Regions from separate parts of the Hordeum vulgare genome. Here region 1 is linked to region 2. A link is a contact called in public Hi-C data. All regions are on one chromosome and are shown on one strand. Each heading gives the region's core, a stretch centred on a gene start, on an enhancer-like site or on the middle of the called end of the contact. The rest is flanking DNA. Distances are from core to core; before and after follow the strand shown. Region 1 holds the start of LOC123410972 (G-protein coupled receptor 1). Region 2 holds the start of LOC123407866 (phosphopantothenoylcysteine decarboxylase-like).

Evidence for each region. A called contact is a pair of places that touch in the nucleus more often than the background predicts.
Region 1: a contact with region 2 is called in a Hi-C map of leaf, with 4 times the contacts expected there. The contact joins the promoter of LOC123410972 here to the promoter of LOC123407866 in region 2. A contact is called at or near these places in 2 of 6 Hi-C or Micro-C datasets (leaf and seedling).

Annotation. Positions count from the first base shown.
Region 1 is chr7H:69,085,460-69,091,507 of MorexV3_pseudomolecules_assembly, reverse strand. It overlaps LOC123410972 (G-protein coupled receptor 1), which reads right to left and starts at 3,327. Exons shown (of 9, transcript XM_045103889.1): 1 at 3,061-3,327; 2 at 2,230-2,261; 3 at 1,773-1,942; 4 at 1,052-1,146; 5 at 568-669; 6 at 367-423; 7 at 1-141. The coding sequence starts at 3,252.
Region 2 is chr7H:68,947,648-68,954,047 of MorexV3_pseudomolecules_assembly, reverse strand. It overlaps LOC123407866 (phosphopantothenoylcysteine decarboxylase-like), which reads left to right and starts at 4,167. Exons shown (of 3, transcript XM_045101102.1): 1 at 4,167-4,350.

The sequences.
Region 1 (6,048 bases), core at 2,078-4,577, 140 kb before region 2:
AAGTCCAGCAAACCCAATATCAAGGATGGATAGCCAAAATATCTTGTGACCAGGATTAGCAAAGTCATACAGGCGATTGATTGTCGCGAAAGCCCATGAACCGATTAAAATCAGAGGGTAATAACCCCACCGGTTAAATGCCTGCAGAAGGAAGCAAATAATGGTAAGAAGCTGATCAAGGACATACCAAAGTAGCATGATGATGAGTGGACTACATAGTGACATGTTCCTCACAATAAAAGCAGTTGTAATTTTTTATCATTGAATCTTATAGAGTAGTAGAAAAACATAAAAGGAGCTTATGGACTAGCAATGTTGAACAGTCTGTTATTGGTTAAAAACTGATGATGTACACAATGCATATACCTTCTTGTCCGCCCTCACGTCAGATTGACTTGATCGATCACTCATGCCAACAGCCATCTACAAATTAACATCAACTTTTCAGAAGATACAGCCAGAAAGAACAGAACATATCAAGTGCTACAATACAAGCCTCAGTCAGCCTACCCTCAATAGTCAATATACAAGAGAAAACAGTTAACAGAACGTGTGTTGTATGCATACCCGTGTCGCATTGTTCAACATGCGGTTTACTTGATAGTACGTAAACCCATTGTAGAGAATGGCACCCCAAAGTGGAAGGTAAAAGGTAATCAAGTGTAAGATCTGCAAGTAAAGGGCATTCTAGTGAAGGAATTGCTAAGAAGTTGATACAATGAAAACATTTCTACATCTCAGGGACTGAGTGAAGACCATAAAACTGGACTGTCAATATATTGCAATGTCTTTGAAAGTCTGAAGGTAGTCCAAGCAAGCTATGTCACAAATCCATATAAATGGTGAATGACAGTTTGAACAGTTTGGTAACAGCTCTGGATGATGTACAAATGCTACATGGAAACAGTAGAATTCAGGAAGATAACTATTTGAGCTGTTCTTTGGAATTACAAATAATATAAGAAAAAATAGGATCAAATGTATCTTAGTTTAAGCAACAGGAGTGTGTACAACCAAATTAACAAGCTCTTAATAAAAGAGAAAGATGTACCTTTCCCATGCTTCCCTGCTGGATCCAACACCAGGTCCCTGGCCTTCCGTAATCACTTCCTATTGAACGTAATACAGTTGTAACTAGTGAAGTTCCTGGAATCAACAGAAGGAGGCTCTCTGTTTAAAGCAACCCATATACACATAATGTGAACTAGGCCGAAAATATAATAAAGAGAAATGGATGTTTTGAGCACAGTGATCATCTGCAACGAAGCACCTGGGGCGGTAAACTCAGATGATGCATAGACAAAATCTGCAGCACAAGTTACTAACATGGCTGGTTACCAGTTACAACTATATGATGCCAGCAAATGCAATCACTAGTACTCATTTTCGAGATAAATAGGCAGGAGCATCTGATTGGACAAACAACAGAAATTGGAACTGGCATAGGCAGGGTTGAAAATAGCAACACAAAAAAGGGGTTACATACGTACGCGGTATATAAATGTTGCCATTAGATATAGCAACCTGAATATTAAGAGATACAAAGCCTGATGCATCCAACACAGCTGACAGCTATGTCGTCTGAAAATTTCCATATTCATCGGCAAATTAGCTACACCTAGATGAGTGATGAAACAGCTATGAATTTGTGAAGCTTTAAAAAATGTAATCTATTCAAAGCATGCTTTTTAACTGGTTGGACAGGTCGCTGCAAGTAATTTGGAAACATAAAGAAAGCAGATAAGTGCCAAAGTGGTGAACAACATACATACCCCATACATACAAGTGGAAAATGAATCCAAACTCCTCAACATCAGTTTTGTGCTTGACAACCGTGCGATGAAGAGTGAATGCTATAGTGGTTGTCCATAGAAAAGAAGCCACACAGAAGAAATGTGCACTGTAGTCATGCGCAAAGCAATAGAATGCATTTGCTGGGCCCCTGCAACATCATATAACAAATTCACTAAATTAATCTGCCACAAACCGAGCAATCAAGCTGCATGGAAAATATCATTGTAAAATACGGAAGAGAAAAAAGAACAGTCTGTTTTGTTCTAGCAGAAAAAAGTGCTATACATTCCGTTTACATTCCTCCTATTGATAATTGTAGGGAAATATCATATATATGCTACCCATGATAAAATGTTGATGTGGATATAATCAGAAAGACAGGAAGCAACTGCGTTCATCAGAGAGTATATTAAAATTATACAGACAGCAACATACCCCATTATAGTAAATAAGCTGCAAAGCATATCCTGCAATTCAAGTGAACACTGTCAGAAAACTAAAGCATATACAGTAGCTAAAGCAATGAAGAAAGTTTGCTTCACATAATGCTTTCACTAGTATAGGCGGAGCACCTTGACTGGACATGTATTTCCTTTTTCTAAGAAATATTCCGCATTATATTGTCGAAATAAAAATGGGCAGATGCTCATCATTCCACTGGTTACAATTCTCAACAAAAATAAATAAAATAGAGCTAGGGGGCAATGTGATCTCTTGCAAATGAACAATTTAAGAAATGCCTATTGGATGCCCGGTTTTTCCGCATTCAAGTATATATGTGAAAGACATCCTACCGCTTAGCTTCATTAAACTGGAGCGGCCCATGTGGGAATGGCAACAGGTCACATGATCTCAATTATCTTCAGTTCATCTTATAATAAAAACAAGTGTTAAGTTGATCAACAATTCAAGCTAATCATAATATAAGACATGCTTAGCGTCGTGCCACAGCTACTGCAGCTACTAAACCATCGTGAGAATGAATCTATGATGGCCCCAACTGGCAGAAATAAGCATCATGGGTAAAAATTCGACGCACATTTCTGAAGATCCCGGCCCTTACTACTTCCCGCACCAAACCATTGTGTGCAAACTAACGACACGAGGCATCAAAATTGCTCAATTACAGGCCAAAACTATCAAACCACTGCTCGCAGATCGCGGCACAAGCCCCGAATTCCAAGCCGCGGCCACGCCAGATCACGCAATCAGCATCCCAGACCCAGGAAAACAGGAAAGCGAGGCTCTCAGATCCGATGCTCTCACCGCGACGGCGAGGAAGTAGACGAGCTTGAAGGAGAACTTGCGGAGCTCGCGGAAGAGGAGGTAGCAGAGCACGATGAAGGAGGAGCCGGCGAGCGAGAGCGCCGCCGCGGTGGTGCCCACGGCGTCGAGGATCTCGCGGTTCCTCATGGACTGGCTCGCCGCCGCCGACGCCGCCAGGGCCGACGCTGCCATCGCGTCGCCGTCGCCGGCGATCTCTGCGGTGGTGGTGGTGGGGGGTGGGGAGGACAGAAGTGGCGCAGAGGAGAACGGCCGGTGAAAGTCGTTGGCTGTTGGGTTGGGTTGGGTTGGGGCCGAGTGCCTTCGTCGCGAAGGCGTGGCTTCGTTGGGCCTCCCGATGGGAGTTCTGGGCTGGGATTGGGTTATACTTGTCAGTTGTGCTTTACATCCAGCCCAATATAAGCCCCAGTTTGACTTGGACGAATTTAGACTGTAAAAAAAAAAGGCTGTAAAATAGTTTGTTTTTTCAGGGAAAGGAGTAATAAAAACCAAAAGTTAGGACGAGGTTGTACGGAACTGTTTTTTAATGTTTATAATTTTCAAAACGAAATGTACGTTCTTTTAAATTATGTGTAATTATTTAGTGTCAAAACAAACATGTACATTTCTCTTTTATTACTTCATTCTCTGTCTCTCAGAGAAGATATGCCTTATTACCTGAGGATGAACTACACTAGAATTCTAGAATTTCTTTATTTGTCAGTCTAGTTCATTTAGGTTCTCAAACTTTGATGATTTCTGAGTGGTTCACTAGAATATGCTCTGTTTGTGGCAAAGTAAAATGATTTGTCGATTCTAACTCCACCTTGACGAATATTTTCCACCACCTTGAGTTCATTCATGTGTCAAACTTCCATGTACATTGGACTTGAGATACGCCATGAGCACCACTGCTACTCCCAGACTTCATGTGACTCCACCTGCAACTGTAGTCCCTTCTCGTCTTCTTTGTAGTCAACCCTCGAGCAAAGTTAAGTTCCTTATTACTCTACTTTGTGCTTCCAACTTCCGGAGTATCCATTCAACGTCATCACACACTGATCAATGACCTGCGTGAAAGTAAACAACCCACATATTGAATGCCACATATAAGAATTACTTGAACTCAACATCCTTGCTCTTTCTTGACCGTCCGTATGAAACTTGAAGGAATTTCATGGTCGCCTTGTATCACCCCGAGTCTAATTCGCAGTTATCTCATCCTTTTCCCGAATAGTCTCTGACATGTCCCACAGCTATAGCACTCCGCCTCCTTCAGTACTTGTCATCCGCACTTTGCCATGTGCATTGAACCCCACAAAATATACGGCCATGTACTCTCTCCGCTTGTGACAATTCAAACTTTTTGTCACTTTCTCAGATTCTCCATGGTAAATTCCCGTCCATCAAGCCGGCACCGATAGACCCAATCACCAACTTGAATCCGATACTCACCAACACTGCTTCAGCACCCTTTTCACAACTTTTCTGACCACATGTCTGACCAGTAGTGTCTTGGTCTGTCGCTGTGTCCCGTGCTTACCGCACGCCTCGCCGCTATCACCGCGTCGAGCATCTGCTGTCCTGGTCGAGTCTCTAGGGCTGCAGACCCACACCACTCAAACCCTCTACTGCAGAGAACCATCAATCATTACCGACCAATGCCGAGTATCACGTCTACATCAGACCACTGGTACCCTATCTGATCCGCGCGTCTCTCACTATCCCACTGAAATAGGCTACGATTCTCCGAATTCTTACGCCGTAGCCCCTCCATCAACACAGAGTGAAGTCTTCCGCTAGACTCCAACTCCACCTTCAACATGACTCCATGTAGCTGACCATGCTACCCCACGCCCTGTCGACTTCAACCTCTCATGTGTACACAGCCTTGAATCAACCGTGCGCCATAGTCCGTCGAAGCCACACAAGTTCTCAGACCTGCGCCGCGTGTTTTCACGCCCCAGAAGTCGGCTTCTCAGAACCACGTGCTCTTGTAGGCTGTAGATTCATTGGTCTTTTCTATCTCTTTCTCCTGATGGTTAGCACCAATCTGTTACGTAGCTTCCTTTTTTTTTTCTTTGCATACATGCTTGAAGCTCTTTAGCAAACTAGACCCAAAGAAGAAAAATTATCCGTGCAAAAACTTGATCACGCTGGATCCTTTCTCTACGCAACTTCTTCTTCTCTACTTTCCATGTTATTAGCTTCTCCAGGTACCATACTTTTTTCTTTAACAAATCTACCATCCTACTGCTCGTACGAACACATGCATCCAAACCCGTCTGCTGCTCCGTTGAACTGCACAACCCAACGTAGTAAAGGCACACGTTGCTCCCTTGTGCGCGACGCACGTGCAGAGGCACGCCTCGACTTCCAACTATGTTAGCTCCCAAACAGCAGCCCGCGGCCCCGGCCTTTCCCACCAGGATGCTGTGCCATGCTCGGCACCAAGCGCGTGGATTGCGTCCGCTAATACCAGTGTTTCCGATCCACATGCGTTAACAGGCCCAACCGAAAAGCAACACCAACTTATGACAGGCGACTAGCCTGTTAGGAGGGGACACCTTCATCCTTATAAGTCGTGTTATCTCTCCTTTCACAAATGATGTGGGACTAAACCCAACAAACAATAACTGAATGCTCATGTGACATTACAATCAGAGACGAAGAATAAAGGTAAGGCGATTCCAGCACAACAAAATACTTTTCAACATGTTATCTTGTTTTAAATTATATTTGGAATTATTTGACCTTTTGTAAGTCTTAGCTCCGTTCATTTTTCAAGAAAAGTCTTGGTGATTCTAAGAGGGAGCTTTTTCTGGCAGCATTATTTGCATGGCCCATTCCACCCTAGCTAGCTGTCCTTCCTAGAACGACCTACATTTTTTGTAACGAATTTTGTCAACTCCGTTATATTTAACCCTTAATTTGAATCGATCACAATGAACTCCACCGTGCCCTCAGCAATGAATCGATCACAATGATCTG
Region 2 (6,400 bases), core at 2,918-5,417:
TGGGATCTACTTCGGTCATTAGCTTCGGCGACGGATCGTCCTTGGCTGTGTTTGGGGGACTTCAACGAAGTCTTGCGTCTGGACGAGTACGAGGGATCAAGCCACCGCAGCATGACACAGGTCAATGGGTTTCGTGACGCCGTTGATGTTTGCGGATTCTCTGATCTGGGATTCACTGGACCGAGATGGACCTTCGAGAGAAGGGTCGCAGGCGGAACCTACACCCACGTCCGATTAGACAGAGCCTTAGCTACTGCCGAGTGGTTGTCTATCTTCCCAAATGCGAGATTAGCGCACAAAGTGGCTGCCACATCTGATCATAGCCCCATCTTGCTTGAAACCGAAGGCCAACTGGGCAGGCTCGTAAAGCAAACTTTCAAATACGAGATGATGTGGGAATCCCATGATGGTTTCCAAGAGGAGGTGCAACAACATTGGCAGGGCCCTGGAGTGGATACAGTAGCAGATTTGAAAGGGAAAATTGATGCTCTGGCAAAAGGCCTCGGGCGCTGGGATAAAAATACTTTCGGCAATGTGAGTAAGGAGATCAAACGGCTGAACGGATATCTGGCAACCCTACGGGCATACCAAAGGCGTACCCAACCTACTAGGGTTGAAATTAAGATCAGAGATAGACTGTCCGAGCTCTATTACAAAGAGGAGGTCATGTGGCGTCAAAGGTCCCGGGTAACATGGCTCAAAGAGGGCGACAGAAATACAAAGTTCTTTCATCTACGGGCAAGTAAGCGTCGACGCAAAAACAGAATTCAGTCTCTGGTACATGAGGATGGCACTACAGTTGATAATGCTATTGAGCTACAACACATGGTCACCGATTTCTATAAACATCTTTACACCTCCGAAGGTACATCAAATATGGAGGAAGTACTTAACAGGGTTCCACGCAAAGTCACCACTGAGATGAATAATCTTCTGACATCGGACTTTACTCAATAAGAGGTGAAGGCGGCTTTGTTTCAAATGGCACCCACAAAAGCGCCAGGGTATGATGGGTTTCTCGCCCATTTTTTCCAACGCTATTGGGATGTATGTGGCACCGAAATCACTGCAGTCACCTTAAAAATTCTGAAGGGAGAAGATGAAGTTGCTATCTTTAACGATACTATTCTGGTGCTGATACCAAAGGTAACAAGCCCCACACTCCTCACACAATTCCGTCCGATAAGTCTTTGTAATGTTCTTTATAAAATAGCATCCAAGGTCATAGCAAACAGATTGAAATCCATCCTCCCTGAGATCATATCAGAAGAACAATCAGCTTTTGTTCGAGGAAGAATTATTACACACAACATAATATCTGCCTATGAATGTCTGCACTTTATGAAACGAAGCAAATCGAAGATGAATGAATTATGTGCCTTGAAACTGGACATGATGAAAGCATATGACCGTTTGGAATGGACATATCTGAGCGCTATGATGACCAGACTGGGTTTTGCACCAGCCTGGGTTGATCTTATCATGAGGATGGTGAGCTCAGTTACGTTTTCGCTCTTATTTAACGGGAAGAAACTAGAACAATTCACTCCTACGAGAGGGATTCAGCATGGAGATCCACTATCACCCTATCTCTTCTTGTTGGCAGCAGAGGGCCTCTCGTGCCTCCTCAAAAACCACAATGAGTCATCACCTATTCACGGAATTAAAGTGGCACCAACGGCTCTGCCGGTAAGTCACTTACTGTTTGCTGATGACAGCCTGCTGTTTTTCAAGTCGAGTTGTCAGGGAGCTAATATGGTATCTTCTTCGCTGGAAACCTATTGCAACGCTTCGGGATAGAGAATAAACCAAGCTAAGTCCTCCGTTTTCTTCAGTAAAGGCTGTTCAAATGAAGAGAAGGAGAGTATCAAGAACATTATCAATGTGCACAATGAAAGTCTGAATAACAAATATCTGGGCATGCCCAGAGATGTTGGTAGCAGCAAAAATGGGGCCTTTAAATATCTGAAAGATAGGGTTTGGGATAAAGTTAAAGGATGGATGGAAAAGATATTATCCTCGGGAGGGAAGGAAGTTCTTATAAAGTCCATTGCGCAAGCAGTCCCGGTCTTCTCTATGGCGTGCTTTAAACTTCCCCGCAGTTTGTGCCTCCACATCAACTCCCTCATTAGGAAGTTCTGGTGGGGTAGTAAGAACGGTGAAAGAAAAACTAGCTGGGTATTGTGGGAGGTGATGACACGGCCTAAATATGAAGGTGGATTGGGTTTTAAAGACATTGAACTATTTAACCTCGCCTTACTTGCTAGACAAGCTTGGCGCCTGCTCAAGGCTCCGGAATCCTTAAGTGGTAGGATCCTAAAGGCACGATACTACCCCTCCACATGCTTCCTGGAGTCTAAGCTTGGAAATAACACATCACAAATATGGCGTGCAATCATCGAAGGGAAGGAGATTCTCAAGTTAGGACTGATCAAACGGATCGGGGACGGCTCAACCACAGAGATATGGAACCAAAACTGGCTCCCTAAAGAAGCTTCCATGCAACCTATTGCATGTCTTACGGCCCAACGCCCTACCATGGTTGCCGAGCTTATCGATCACACATAAGCCAGGTGGAAGCTTGAGTTGATCACCTCAACTTTTCTACCGATTGATGCTGACGTGATTCTCAACATCCCTCTAAGCACCAGACACTGAAGATTTCTGGTCATGGTCCCAGGATAAGAAAGGTTTGTTTTCCGTCAAGTCTTGTTATCGCATGCTTATTACTACCAAGCTCCGAAGGGAGGCCTGGCTCGAAGGCAATGGCGGCCCGGCGGACGTCAACAGAGAGAGGAAATGTTGGGATGAGATGTGGCGAATCCAGGTCCCTTCGAAAATCAAGATCTTCTTGTGGAGATTGGCCCAGACCTCTCTACCGACAGCAGACGTTCGACACCACCGCAATATGGCACCCTCCCGGGCATGCAATATGCGGGGCAGAGGACTCTTGGATCCACTCCCTGCTTACATGCACTATGGCTCGCTGTGTCTGGGTACTACACAATTCAGAGCTAGTGGAGCACATGTTGGCTACTGCGGAACCAGACGCGAAGTCTTGGCTATTCTCCATGATATCATCAGTTTGTGCGACCGAGATGACCAAGATCACGATAACACTCTGGGCGATCTGGTTCGCCCGACGCAAGCTTATTCATGAAGGAGAGCATCAAAGTCCAGGAGCTACACTAGCCTTCGTCAACCGCTATATAGCAGAGTTGGAACTGAACAAGGCAACATCAACATCAAATCCTAAACCAGTTCACTCCAATACTCGACGATGGATCAAGCCCCCTGCGGGTTGGACAAAGATCAATGTCGACGGTGCAGTTTGCAAGGCTCCTCCTATAGGAGCGATCAGTGCAGTCTGCAGGGACGAACAGGGAGCTTACCTGGGCTCATCAGCCGTCGTCTTCCACGGTTTAACTGATCCTCTAATTTTGAAAACCCTTGCTTGCTGTGAAGCTCAATCTTTGGGACGAGACTTATTACTGCAGAAGGTTGCCGTGGCTTTTGATTGTCTGAATGCTATTCAAGAAATCAACTCGGGATCTGAAGGAATAACCGGCCCTATTATTAAGGAAATATCTGATGGAAGGAGTGACTTTCAATATATATCGTTTACCCATGAAGGAAGATTATCCAACATGGAAGCTCATCACTTAGCTCGATATGCTCTGCATTTAGGGGAGGGACGCCATGTGTGGCTTCTCGAACTCTTTGATACTACTATTATACCTGTAATCCGCAATAGTGATCAATAAAACAGTTTTTCATCCCTTAAAAAAAAGACAAGAAAACGGGGCCATAACGAGAAAACCAGATTGAATGAACCGAAAGGATTGCTTAGCGAGAGAAAATCATGTTTAAATTCGAAAAAATCGTCAGCTGACGTCAGCTGATTGAGACATAACTATGTCTCAGCCGGCTGAGTCCCAGGCGATCCCGTTTTCTAATCATTCTTTCACAACCTCTACTCAACATATTTCAACTTATATTTGTTTTTAGTAGGATATTTTTGTTTTACGACCCAGTCCTGGTAAAAGAGGGCCGAAGCACCAATCCGTAGGGGAGCAGGATTTCGGCCTGGAAGGCCCAGCACCGGACCAGCGATGCCCCTGACCAAGTGAGAAGTGACCAGCCCAAGTCCCGACGCTCCCCAGCGGCCAGCGCCTCCAGTCGCTCCCCAATTCCCTCCGCCCGCGGCGCGCCGCTCCGGGCAGCCTCGGTCGCCGCCGCCGCCGCCGCTGCCTCCACCTACCGCCGGCCGACGACGCCCTTCGAACCTACCGCCTCCGCCGCCATCTTCAACCGCTTATTTGCCTGCGCTCCTACCAGATCGCCTCTGAGGTGAGTAGATCGTGGACTCTGAATCTGCGATGCTGCTGTGGTCGCAGTAATTTGTGAGGGACGGACCCATTAAGTTGCTGCCGGAATAGCTAATCTCTTTTTGGATTTGTTTCCTGTGGCCTCCATGCTTATACAGAATACTAGTGCCTTTTCGTCCCCAGATACGGGAGTAGTGGATTTCAGGCAAAATGTTAGGCTATATGTTGATTCTCTTCATGTGGTTTCGAAATGCAAGTTACGTTTGAGGGCAGCGATTTGGATCTGTTTCATGTGTCCTCCATGCTTACAGAGAATCATAGGGGAGTTATGCCCAGACTAGTGGCTTTTCGTCCCTAAAAAAACGCCAGTGGCTTTTCTGATGCAGTTTCCATACAAATGTTAAGTTATAGTATATGCCTCATAGGTTTGCAAAATGCAAGTTACATTAGATATTTTGATGGCATGAATTTCGTGTGTGATTTGACACAAAAGGCAGCAATCGCTGTTGGTGTGCAACAGAAATCGGTCGACCGCCAAAGGGTCTCAGGGCAGAGAAGGAAGCGAAGCGGGCTGATCCAGTGCCTTAGTTCTTCCTTTGACGTATTGAGTTCACAGTCGATCTATCAATCCTTACATAATCGTGTCAGACTGCCAGCCACTTTTGCTATGATATGTATTATATTTTGGTTGCAATCTAGGGAGACTTCTTAGTTCTTATATGTAAGGTAAACACTCAGCAGCCAAACTTTTACACTATGCATAGTAAGTTTAACATAGTTCGGACATAAGCATAGTTCTGCACATCTGAAGTAGTGCCGAAAATTAAAGCGTTAGACCTTCTATGATTTAACAGATTTTACTTGAGCAAGTAAATTTGGATCAAGCAGTTAAACAAAAAAATTATTTTAGTACAAAATACTTAAGCATGAATGCCTGGTTTTACTTGAATTCATTAGATTGTTTTGCTGTTCTCCAAAGGAAAAGTAAGTTATTGTCGGATATCCAAAGGCTTTGCTAGATACAGTATATCCTTCCTAAGATCAGGTGGAGATCACCATCCCGGAATGTGAATTATTACCCAAGGTGAACTATCAAGAAACAATCCGGTCCTGATCTGATCTGTCAGGACATATCGACCATGTTTTCGGTGGGATGACTTCTGTGGTAACTTGGCACAGTGATCGTGGCTGTGCAATAACAACCACCACAACTTTGATAGTCTTGGTTACCTTTGCTTAGTTTTGGTGACCAGAATTCCTTATTAATTTTGGGCACTTGAATCATACTAAAAATATCTTTGATGGTTTCATGCCATTTATACATGATTGACTTGATGAGAGCACGGAAATTCCAGCATCTCCAGCAACCATCAAGAGTCAACTAAACTCAGCCAAATTCTGCAAATTGTAGAAAAGGCCAAATTGTTAAGTATGGCTACTAGCATTGGAGCCGAAATGCCAATGACAAAATTGTACTGTAGAAAGGAAACAACAAGTTCCATCCGCATGGTGTTCTCGTGTGTGAAAAATAACCCAGGAAATGCTAGATGCAACTTCCTTATTTGGACATGAGCTACTGAAGTAGCTGAAACGTGGTTGCGTTGGATTTAATTTATTTCGTAATGTAAATCTGGGAAATTAAACAATTATCATACTGGAACTTGTGAATGCATGTACACGTTTGGTCTTCAGATACATAATGTGTGCTATATTGATAGTAACATCAGGTATCAGATTATTTGTTTGATTATCTCATATTGCCTTTCCATTCCAGTGTCTAGTGTCTACTTCTCTCAAATGAACATTTGACCCTATTAGAAGATGTAATTGATAAATTAGAGCCATTAGTTATGTTTTTATGGATGTTAATGTTTTCCCTCATGCAGTGCAACCAAACTGCACCTTAGTTGGAGTGTTGAACTGATAACACTTGATTTCTGTGTTGATGATAATGGATGCAGACGTATTATTCTCTGAGCGGTACTACTAGATAAATTTCAGGGACACTTGAATTCTGGGACAACATAAATATTGTTTGCTTCTTTGGAACGATTTTTCTTCTTGATTTTCTT